Regions from separate parts of the Zea mays genome. Here region 2 is linked to region 1. The links are chromatin contacts, called in public Hi-C maps. All regions are on one chromosome and are shown on one strand. Each heading gives the region's core, a stretch centred on a gene start, on an enhancer-like site or on the middle of the called end of the contact. The rest is flanking DNA. Distances are from core to core; before and after follow the strand shown.

Region 1 (4,613 bases), core at 814-3,313:
CCGGTCTTCGGCGTAAATGTACAGGACCCAAACTGAGCAACCTTATTTCTGATCATCCTTTTCTGCCAGTGCAGGCAATAGTACTTCGCGAAGACTTCGATCGATGGCTGTCCGCCGTACGAAGTCGTCGCCCAGACATATTTCGACAGAGCCACCACGGCATTCGGAGTCAGCTGGTGGATCTGGACGTTAAATCTGCACAGGACTTCTCCCACGAATCGGTGCGCAGGTAGGCGAAGACCAGCGGCAAAGAACGCCTCGAAGACAACCAACTCGCCTTCTGGCTCGGGGACCTCCTCCGTCCCCGGGACACGAGCGACTCCGCCTCCAAAGTAACCAAGCTGCTGCATATCTTGCACGCGGACCGAGGACATCCGCGACACACCGAAATCCACCGTGTCGCCGGCGCGCAACTCCGCCGCCGCCTCAGCGCTCAGCGTCTCCTCAGACGACGCGTCGGCCGGCGGCGTAGCGGCAGCAGAAGAAGAAGAGGTCGGCATCGCTACGTACCGTCGGCGGTGGCGGGCGGTCTGCTTCACACGGGCCAGATCTCCGGCGAACAAGAGCAAGGAGGGCAGACGAGCAGCGAGAGGATTGAGAAGGCGGTTAGGGTTTTCGCGGAGCGCGGAAAGATAAAGTTCAAAACGCGCCGCCCCCCGTCCCCTTTTATACACAGGGCGCGGCGCTTCGGGAAACTCGCAATCCAACAGTACGGCGTCAATCAACGGTCATGTCAAAAACCCCGCGGAACCACTTCGAGCGAGGGCAGAGTCTCCGCCATCTAGCGACGTCTTCGGCACCAGATGACTTTGTCGAACTGGTCCCTCGGAGGGCAAATGTTGGGGCGAAGGCGAAGACGCTACCCTTCGCTCGAGGCCTTCGTCGTACTCGCTGCGCCAACGATGACAAGACAACGGGCAGACTTACCCTTTCATCTCATACATCGTCGGACGAAGACCTGTGACGAGGTCGTCTCATCTTCCGACCTCGCCCAGAATGGAGGCCCGCGTGCGATCCGGCCCATTGTAACAGGCCCTGCGTGGCCGTTGCGCGTTACGGGCCTAATTTGTAAAGGCCTCCCTATAATTACGGTCTGTAACCCCGCTTTATGAGAATATTCCGGGGAGAACCTAGGTGTCTGAGGGCACATGTGTCCTTAACACGGGACGGTGGGCACTCAGATACCTATAAATACCCTCGCACAGTGCCCGTTAGAGGCCAGATCAACAGAGCTATTGCTATCTCGTACTTAAACCCTGTTTGCGTTGCTACACTCCCCCGTTGGATCAGCTTGCACCGGAGAGCAAGTTCCAACATACGTGACAGGGAAAACACTATGCTTTGGGATCAGCTTGTTACTGACCCACCGCTTGCATGTGATAAGATATGTTGCCTACTATTTCTTTGTCTACTTTCTAAAATAAAAATATATATATATATATATATAATCTTGTAGAAGGTAATGTGTAAATATTTCAACCACCACGTCCATTTTATCGCGTCGACGATCCGCCGCCGCCGCCTTCTTCAACATGGAATTTGTGATGCCCGACAATGAGAGCGCCAAGTTCAACGTCGAGGAGGAGCGGGTCGATAGTCTGAGTCTGTGTCGTCGGCATCGCTACTTTGTCCGACCATCAGATCCCGCGTGCTGATGCTGAACTACGGAAGCAGAAGGGCGCAGCGTCAATGGCGAGGCAGCAGATGACGGGAGAGCCTGTTCCTATTGAGTGTCTCGAGTGGACGACACGCCGCTGCCATCGCTCTTCAAGCGCGACAACAGCTCGTGCAGCTCGCCCGTCGGCATGCGTTGGTGCAGTACAAGCGCAAGAATAGCTCGAGCAGGTGCAGTACACGCGCACAGTATACTAGTTGTTTTGGAAATCCGAGAAGATTTGCCTTGAATACAAAAGGCAGAATTATTTTGGAAATCCGAGGAGATTTGCGAACAACTAGCTAACTCACCTAGAAAGGGTCACCCAGTGTGCAAAGGCGAAGCGGGCAAACAGGGTGCAAGCAAATCTCACTAGAATCCGAAGACAGGAGCTTGGCACCGTGAATCGTGGCGCCAAGCTCGGACACGCCACCGCCAGCTCGGTTTACACATACCAGCAAGGTCAATACCTTGGGTGTCATGGGTTGTGGCGCCGAGCCGTATTACCTCGACGCTACGATTTATCGCGTTGAGCAAAGGGTATAAAAACGGGAATACTTCCTCGAGTGACTAAATGTGAAATTTGTTTAAAAGGAGTGCTAAAATGCAAAAAAAACAGATTTTCATAGTGGACCATCTGCCTTTGGAGGCCTTGTTTGGCTAGTTTGGGAGCAAGGGTAATGGAAGGGATTGAACGAGCTAGAATCCCTCGCTAATCTCTTCATTGCCTTTGCTACCAAACAAGCCTAGAGGTCTAGTTTGAATACTCTAGTATTGATCCCAATACCACATGTGTTGAGGTAGATTAAAGTATAAATTAGTTTAATTTACACACCAATTCAGCTCAATACAAATACATATGTACTGAGGTCAATACTAGAGTAGCTAAACAAAAATCAAAAGGATGAACAGATCCTCGTCAACAAGCGTTGATTGACTGCAACCTAAGCGTGTATGACACTGAGAATGACGGCAGAAACGGGTATATACCCATTTAAGATCTGACCTAATCCCGTATTATTGCTCATTCCATCTAATAGAATATGACAAATAAGGGTGGTAACATATCACCATCCAAATGCTTGTTCACAATTTATTTGAGTCCTTAATTAATTTTAGTTTAAAATTAAATAGAAATAAAGTCTGACTCTAATCCGATCTTTAAATTTTATAGTGTAAAGTTTAGAGCCCATTACCACTCCCTAATGACAAGGTAACGATTTGTACCTTCCAGAATCCAGAGGTTCCTTACATGGTGCTATCCTCAGGGTTTGGTGTAGCCCTACGTTTGGTCAAATTGTCTTTGTTTTCTAAAACACATTTGTTTGTACAATTGCATGTGATCTATAAATACAAATAACAGTTCATTTTAACATAGTGATGTCTATTATAAACCTTCATCACAACAATCTGATTCGACCAAATAAGCAATGTAGACTCGATCCAAAGTGTTAAATCATATTTAGAGAAGGGGGGAAAACCTGGTTTACACATTTGCAGTAGAACTTTTAAGCTCTCAAACGTGGTGACATTAACCTCAGATGTTTTTTTTTGTATATACATAGATATATGTCGTCAGTTCAGGTAATTCATCTATACCTGCTTCAAGGTCTCAAAGATTTACATGTAGAAGTTCCCAATGTGCCTTTCTACCAAAGCACAAAGTAGTGACAGCAATTCTTTATATTCGTCATAGCAGACAAGATTCAACACAGAACATGTATATTTATTGTCCCGCCATTTCAGGTAGACACACAAGTTTCAAGTGCTCGCAAAAATAGTGTCAATTGTCAAATATCCTTAATCAACACTACTCCCTATCATCCAGAAATATAAGGCGTGTTTCGACTGTCAAAAATCGAGTTTGACCGACAAACTAATACAAGAATATACATGTTATGTGACCACATAGACATCGCCGGCCAATTTGAAAACTTAAATCCCGTCCGGGGTTCTAGGGGATTGACTGGGAAATTAATCCCCAAGAATCCTATAAAGGATTTACGTTTCCAAACTAGCCCTTATATTTCTGGATAGTGTAGCAGGTACACAATAGGATAGGAAGAAAATGAACTGCTATGGGAGGTGTATATTCATTCCAAAGAAAATGTGTTGAACTAAGGAAACTCCTATTATTTGCACTTATAAACAATGAATTTGATTGTTTCTTTCCCGAAACTAAAAGTTGTTGGAACGAATGAACTATACTGATATACTATTTTCTTTCTAGGAAACAATTCTAATACTCTAATGGTATGATAATATATTAATTTTTTTTTGTTTCCTATTTGACAACATGTGTAGAGCATCTACAAGGTGATCTTTGCAACATGTACAGCCGGTTGAGTAACTTTACGAGGCAGACAGAGAGGCTAATGGAAAACCTGTGGTGATGTGTAGTACTCACTTTCACTGAAATATGGTCTCAAGTCCTCTTGGCACATGAAATCCAACGGAAACGAAACAAGGTGGCCCCTGACTAACTGTAGTCTGTCCATAGGGTTGATACTTTTGAGATCACCCTCTTGGTAAGCTTCTAGCTTCTCTTGGGCAACACCCAAATCAATTGTAGTGTGGCCAATTTTGTCCCTCAAGTGAGCAAAGCTTTGCCGAAATTGAACCCTGAATGGACTAAATGTTTCAGAGACCACAGCACTTGACACAAAATGCAACCCCAATGTAGGCTTAAATTCATACCTTGAGTGAATGAGATCGTTGGGTACACACCCGAAGACATCTTGGTATATCATGGTATTTGTCTGCCAAACACTAGTTAGTATATATGTATTTCAAGAATAATATTTACAAAGGTATTGAAATAGTATGTACACATGATACAGTATTACAGTTTAAAACCAATTGAAAAACTCAAGGCAACCTAATCGGATATAGGGCCTGTTTGGTTTGATGACTAACTTGCCACACTTTGCCTAACTTTTCTGCCTAAGGTTAGTTATTC
Region 2 (4,274 bases), core at 419-2,918, 220 kb before region 1:
AAAGGTAATTTTCAGGTTGGGTATTTGCTTGGTTTAGGAGATCGGCATCCAAGCAACCTTATGTTAGATCGCTATAGGTACATCTTCAGAACTATTCTTCCATTAGTGTATAGTGTATGCATTATGCGGTTACTTCTGTAATAAAATTGTTCTTTTTTCTTCAGTGGAAAAATATTACACATCGACTTCGGAGATTGCTTTGAGGCTTCAATGAATCGAGAAAAGTTCCCTGAAAAAGTAAGTAATCTTGCTGTGTGCATTATACCTTAATTATTCCCTCACTTTCTTTTTATAAGGTGTAGGTGTTTCAACTTTCAAACTTTATAAACTTTGGCCAGAAATTAATATACCAGTGTGTAGATTGCACGATACAAACTTTGCACCATTTGATTCGAAAGTGTTTTCTTATGATTAAGATTTTATTATCGTGGACAATATACTAGAGAAATCAGTAGTCCATGCTTGAGACTTTATATTGATAGACTATAAGAGAAATTAGTGGTCAAAGTATGTACTTGCCTTTTTGGAGGCACGTTTAACATTTAGAAATGTGTTCATGACTTGTACTCCTCACTGTGACTTAGACATTACATTTTTGTTTGTGACAGTATCTTACCAGTTTGCAATGTACGGTGTAGGTACCATTCCGTTTGACTCGAATGCTTGTGAAAGCTATGGAAGTTAGCGGTATTGAGGGTACATTCCGAACAACTTGTGAAAATGTGATGCAAGTCCTTCGCACAAACAGAGACAGCGTTATGGCCATGATGGAGGTGAGATTATCACCTTATTTTCCGTATGACCCTATTGCATAGCGTATATCTTGGAGAAATCTTTAGTTTCTTCACTTCAGATGCCGCTGTTATTTTTATTACTAGTACAGATTCTGAAAAGTAAAAAAATAAATAATGGTTAGGAGTTAGTTTTCTTAAGGCTGGATTCAATCAGAAATCAAGAGCTTGATTAGATAAAACAAGATGTCACTCACTAAAGAAATGTGTATCCTTATTTAGCAGAAATTAAATAGCAGACTAATTTGTCATATCTGTGTACTATATTTTGAGTTGATGCTCCCAATGTTTCTACAACGGTCTGATTTTGTAATGGGGGATTGTTTGGAGAACACAATAGGAAGATGACTATATCCTTTTGTCTTCAGTTCTTCGTTGTGTGTGTTATTTGTACCACCTACCTACATGCTTGGCGATCTTGTGCTTATTAAGCATTTTAAATATTTTGCTTTTGCTCTCCCCAGGCATTTGTACATGACCCGTTAATCAATTGGCGTCTGTTCAATTTCAATGAGGTTCCTCAAGTGTCGAACTATGGTAATGTTCATGCTCACACGGTTGTCAGTAGTGAAGAAGCAGTGGCTAACCGAGAGCTCATGCAACCTCAGCGAGGAGCACGTGAGAGGGAACTGCTACAGGTTACCTGCTCTTCTCCATCCTCGTGGTCTGATTGCACTAAACCCGACCACTCACCTGGATGAGTAACCATTAATTTTGTCCATGCAGGCTGTCAATCAACTCGGTGATGCCAATGAGGTTTTGAATGAGCGTGCTGTAGCTGTGATGGCACGGATGAGTGACAAACTAACAGGGCGTGACTTCTCTTCTGGGTCAGCTTTGGCTGGAGCAGGTAGCTCTATCCAACATGGCAGTGAGCATTTGGCTTCAGGAGATGCCCGGGATGCCCAACCTGGTCTCTCAGTGAAGGTTCAGGTTCAGAAGCTCATACTCCAAGCGACTTCACACGAAAATTTGTGCCAAAACTATGTCGGGTATGAATCTGTTCGAACTTCCTCCTTTCTTGCAGCTGCCCCGTTCTGTAATTCTGGGCCAACCATCTTTTTTTGTGACTCACTGTTTGTTGCTTGTTTGTTTCACAGGTGGTGTCCGTTCTGGTGAGCTCTCTTGGAAACAGTAGCAGTTTATAACATGTAAATATTGTGAATACCGTGTGCATAGAAGTTTCGTGGTGACAGTTTGTATGTGCAGCTTTGTAATTAGCAGAACTTCAAGATGCCTTGGACCATCCTTTTGTCAGTTTCTTAGACCGTGTTTAGCAGTTCACCCTTATGGCCATCCAAAACACTGTTTTTGTACTGTAGATTGTATTGTTTGTAGATTGTACTGTTCGCAGGGTGGATTTTTGAATATGAGTATAAGAATGTGTAAGCTGTTGAAGATAGCCTTAGGTTTTCTTCCGTGCCACTTGAGGGTTTGTTCGATTAGCTCTCAATTTATGTGGATTGAGTGAGATCGGATTGGTTTAAATCTCAAGCAAGTTAAATTTTCTTCTTAATTTTTCTAATCTCATCAAATCCATGTGTAACGGGAATAACCGAACAAGGTCTGACTGAAAATGTTAAGAGGGTGTCGGATCCTCTAGACCAAAGTTTAGTCCAGGTTTGGATACTAATTAAGACTAAACATGTGCTTATTATAAAATTAATTGCATATGTCATGTCTAATTTGTGAGATGAATTTATTAAGTCTAAATAATCCCTGACAAGTCTAAATATGTCCACGTTTTTTTTGAGAGTCACGTTCTGGTTTTGCTTCGGTGCAAATGCTATTGGGCCAAAATTGAGGGAGAATTGCTTGCAAAGGTGGCGTCAGAGGTTGGTTTCATCGCAGGGCTCTAGTGCTTCGCCGAGCGAAGATTATCCTTGTTTGTGAAGGCGAGATTTGTTACAGAACCTCCTAAGTTATTGGATCTATATGTATGTGTCCTCGTCTTAAAGAGCTTAGACGGTTATGTATGATCTGCTCGAGTATTCTAAGGATCTCGGATAAACCACTTATAACTATGATCACAAGATTAAGTAAACACAAATTACATACCAAAATTTATAGCGAAAATCTTATTACAAAAGTTACAATGCATATGTCAACCATTCTCATGGATCTTTCAAAACGTGAACCGGTCCGCGCTATCTAGGAGCACAATACTGCATCTAGCGGTCTAGCCTCTTGGCCAGGAGAGTACATCCCGCCATCTCCCATGTCCAGTGTGTGGTTGTTTTTTCACGTATGGAATAGCCGGGTTCAGGCTTACCCTTTACGTGGTATGTTGCTAGCTAAAAAGTCCTTGATCAGCAAGCCTACAACGAACCGTTTTTAATCGACATAAACATGCGAACTTTCATGCTCAACATCTGGTCTCTATTTTTAAAGTATCCCCCAAACTTGGTACCTGAGAGAGGTACCCTACTTGAATGATGAATTCATCATCGCAAATGATGCCTTCATCATTACAAGTCCCTTTTCCATAAATTCCCATATCCACTGTTGCACATCATCTTTTAAAAACAAAACCTCATAAATTCCCATATCCACTGTTGCACATCATCTTTTAAAAACAAAACCTAATTTAATAAGCAGGGCTAAGCATCACTAGCTTTTCATAAAAAAGGTATCAAGGATGATAATCAAGTTTCCAAGGATGGTAATGCATCAATTGTTTCATCACACAACTCCTATCACATATACATCATGTAAGGTAATTTTTTTTGTAAACAATAAGGAAAGGGGTGAATGCATCGGAGCTTAGTCAAGTAGAACATGTGCTCGTATCGACATGGCACCACTGAATGCATCGGGGCTTGCCTGAAAACCAATATTAAGTTAGTGCTTGTTAGAGGCTTCCGCTTGGCAACCATCTTTGATCCTAGTACTTGATCAGGTCATCCATCCTCCGGTTCGATCTGTCGACATCGCCCTGAGATCTGCTCCGATCCATGCCCTTCAGTCTGCACGATCATCTAGCTTACCTATTTGAAATGCACAATGGGTATGCATGAACATAAGGAGGAATATCATAGGATAAATAACGCTACATCGAAGAGAATTAAACACTTATAGCAATGCATCACAAATTCTTATATGTGAGCACTAGATATCTTTGACTCTCTAACATTTATAGAGGGAGTGAATTAGGACTTCTAAAAACTTTGCTAATCTAGGCCACAAATAAATCCCAAGAACAAAACCTATGCAAATAAATAAACTAGAATGTGCAAACTAGGTTTTGTCTAAGAGTTGCTATCTCACTGCAAAAGGAGTTTTGCAACCTAAGTTCCAATCCTAACAAATCTAAACTAGGAATAGAGAAAGAAACTTAGGTACTTAAATGTAAATGCGGAAGCTAAAAACAAACGTAAAGATGCAAACTCCCGTGGACGACGCCAGTAGGTTTACCGAGGTATCCAAAACCGCACAAGGTTCTGACTAATCCTCGTTGGTGTCTCTATGCAAAGGAAAGCCCAC

What was found. A called contact is a pair of places that touch in the nucleus more often than the background predicts.
Region 2: a contact with region 1 is called in a Hi-C map of root tip, with 4 times the contacts expected there. The contact joins two enhancer-like sites. A contact is called at or near these places in 10 of 25 Hi-C or Micro-C datasets (bundle sheath, ear, leaf and 3 more) and 1 of 3 datasets of contacts at active chromatin or transcription factors (seedling).

Annotation. Positions count from the first base shown.
Region 1 is chr6:149,796,186-149,800,798 of Zm-B73-REFERENCE-NAM-5.0, reverse strand. LOC103630236 (phospholipase D zeta 1) reads right to left here. Exons shown (of 20, transcript XM_008651305.4): 19 at 4,352-4,413; 20 at 3,661-4,276. The coding sequence ends at 4,027. Among protein-coding and RNA genes, the nearest start is that of LOC103630236, 29 kb to the right of the region's middle. Within about 2 kb of position 2,063, at least 5 of the 20 cell types and tissues checked have an H3K27ac peak or open chromatin away from gene starts, as enhancers often do. A contact at or near this core is called in root tip, where this site is marked.
Region 2 is chr6:150,012,050-150,016,323 of Zm-B73-REFERENCE-NAM-5.0, reverse strand. It overlaps LOC542211, which reads left to right. Exons shown (of 58, transcript NM_001111823.2): 53 at 16-77; 54 at 165-237; 55 at 639-773; 56 at 1,256-1,429; 57 at 1,518-1,783; 58 at 1,892-2,167. The coding sequence ends at 1,910. Among protein-coding and RNA genes, the nearest start is that of LOC103630237, 25 kb to the left of the region's middle. Within about 2 kb of position 1,668, at least 5 of the 20 cell types and tissues checked have an H3K27ac peak or open chromatin away from gene starts, as enhancers often do. A contact at or near this core is called in root tip, where this site is marked.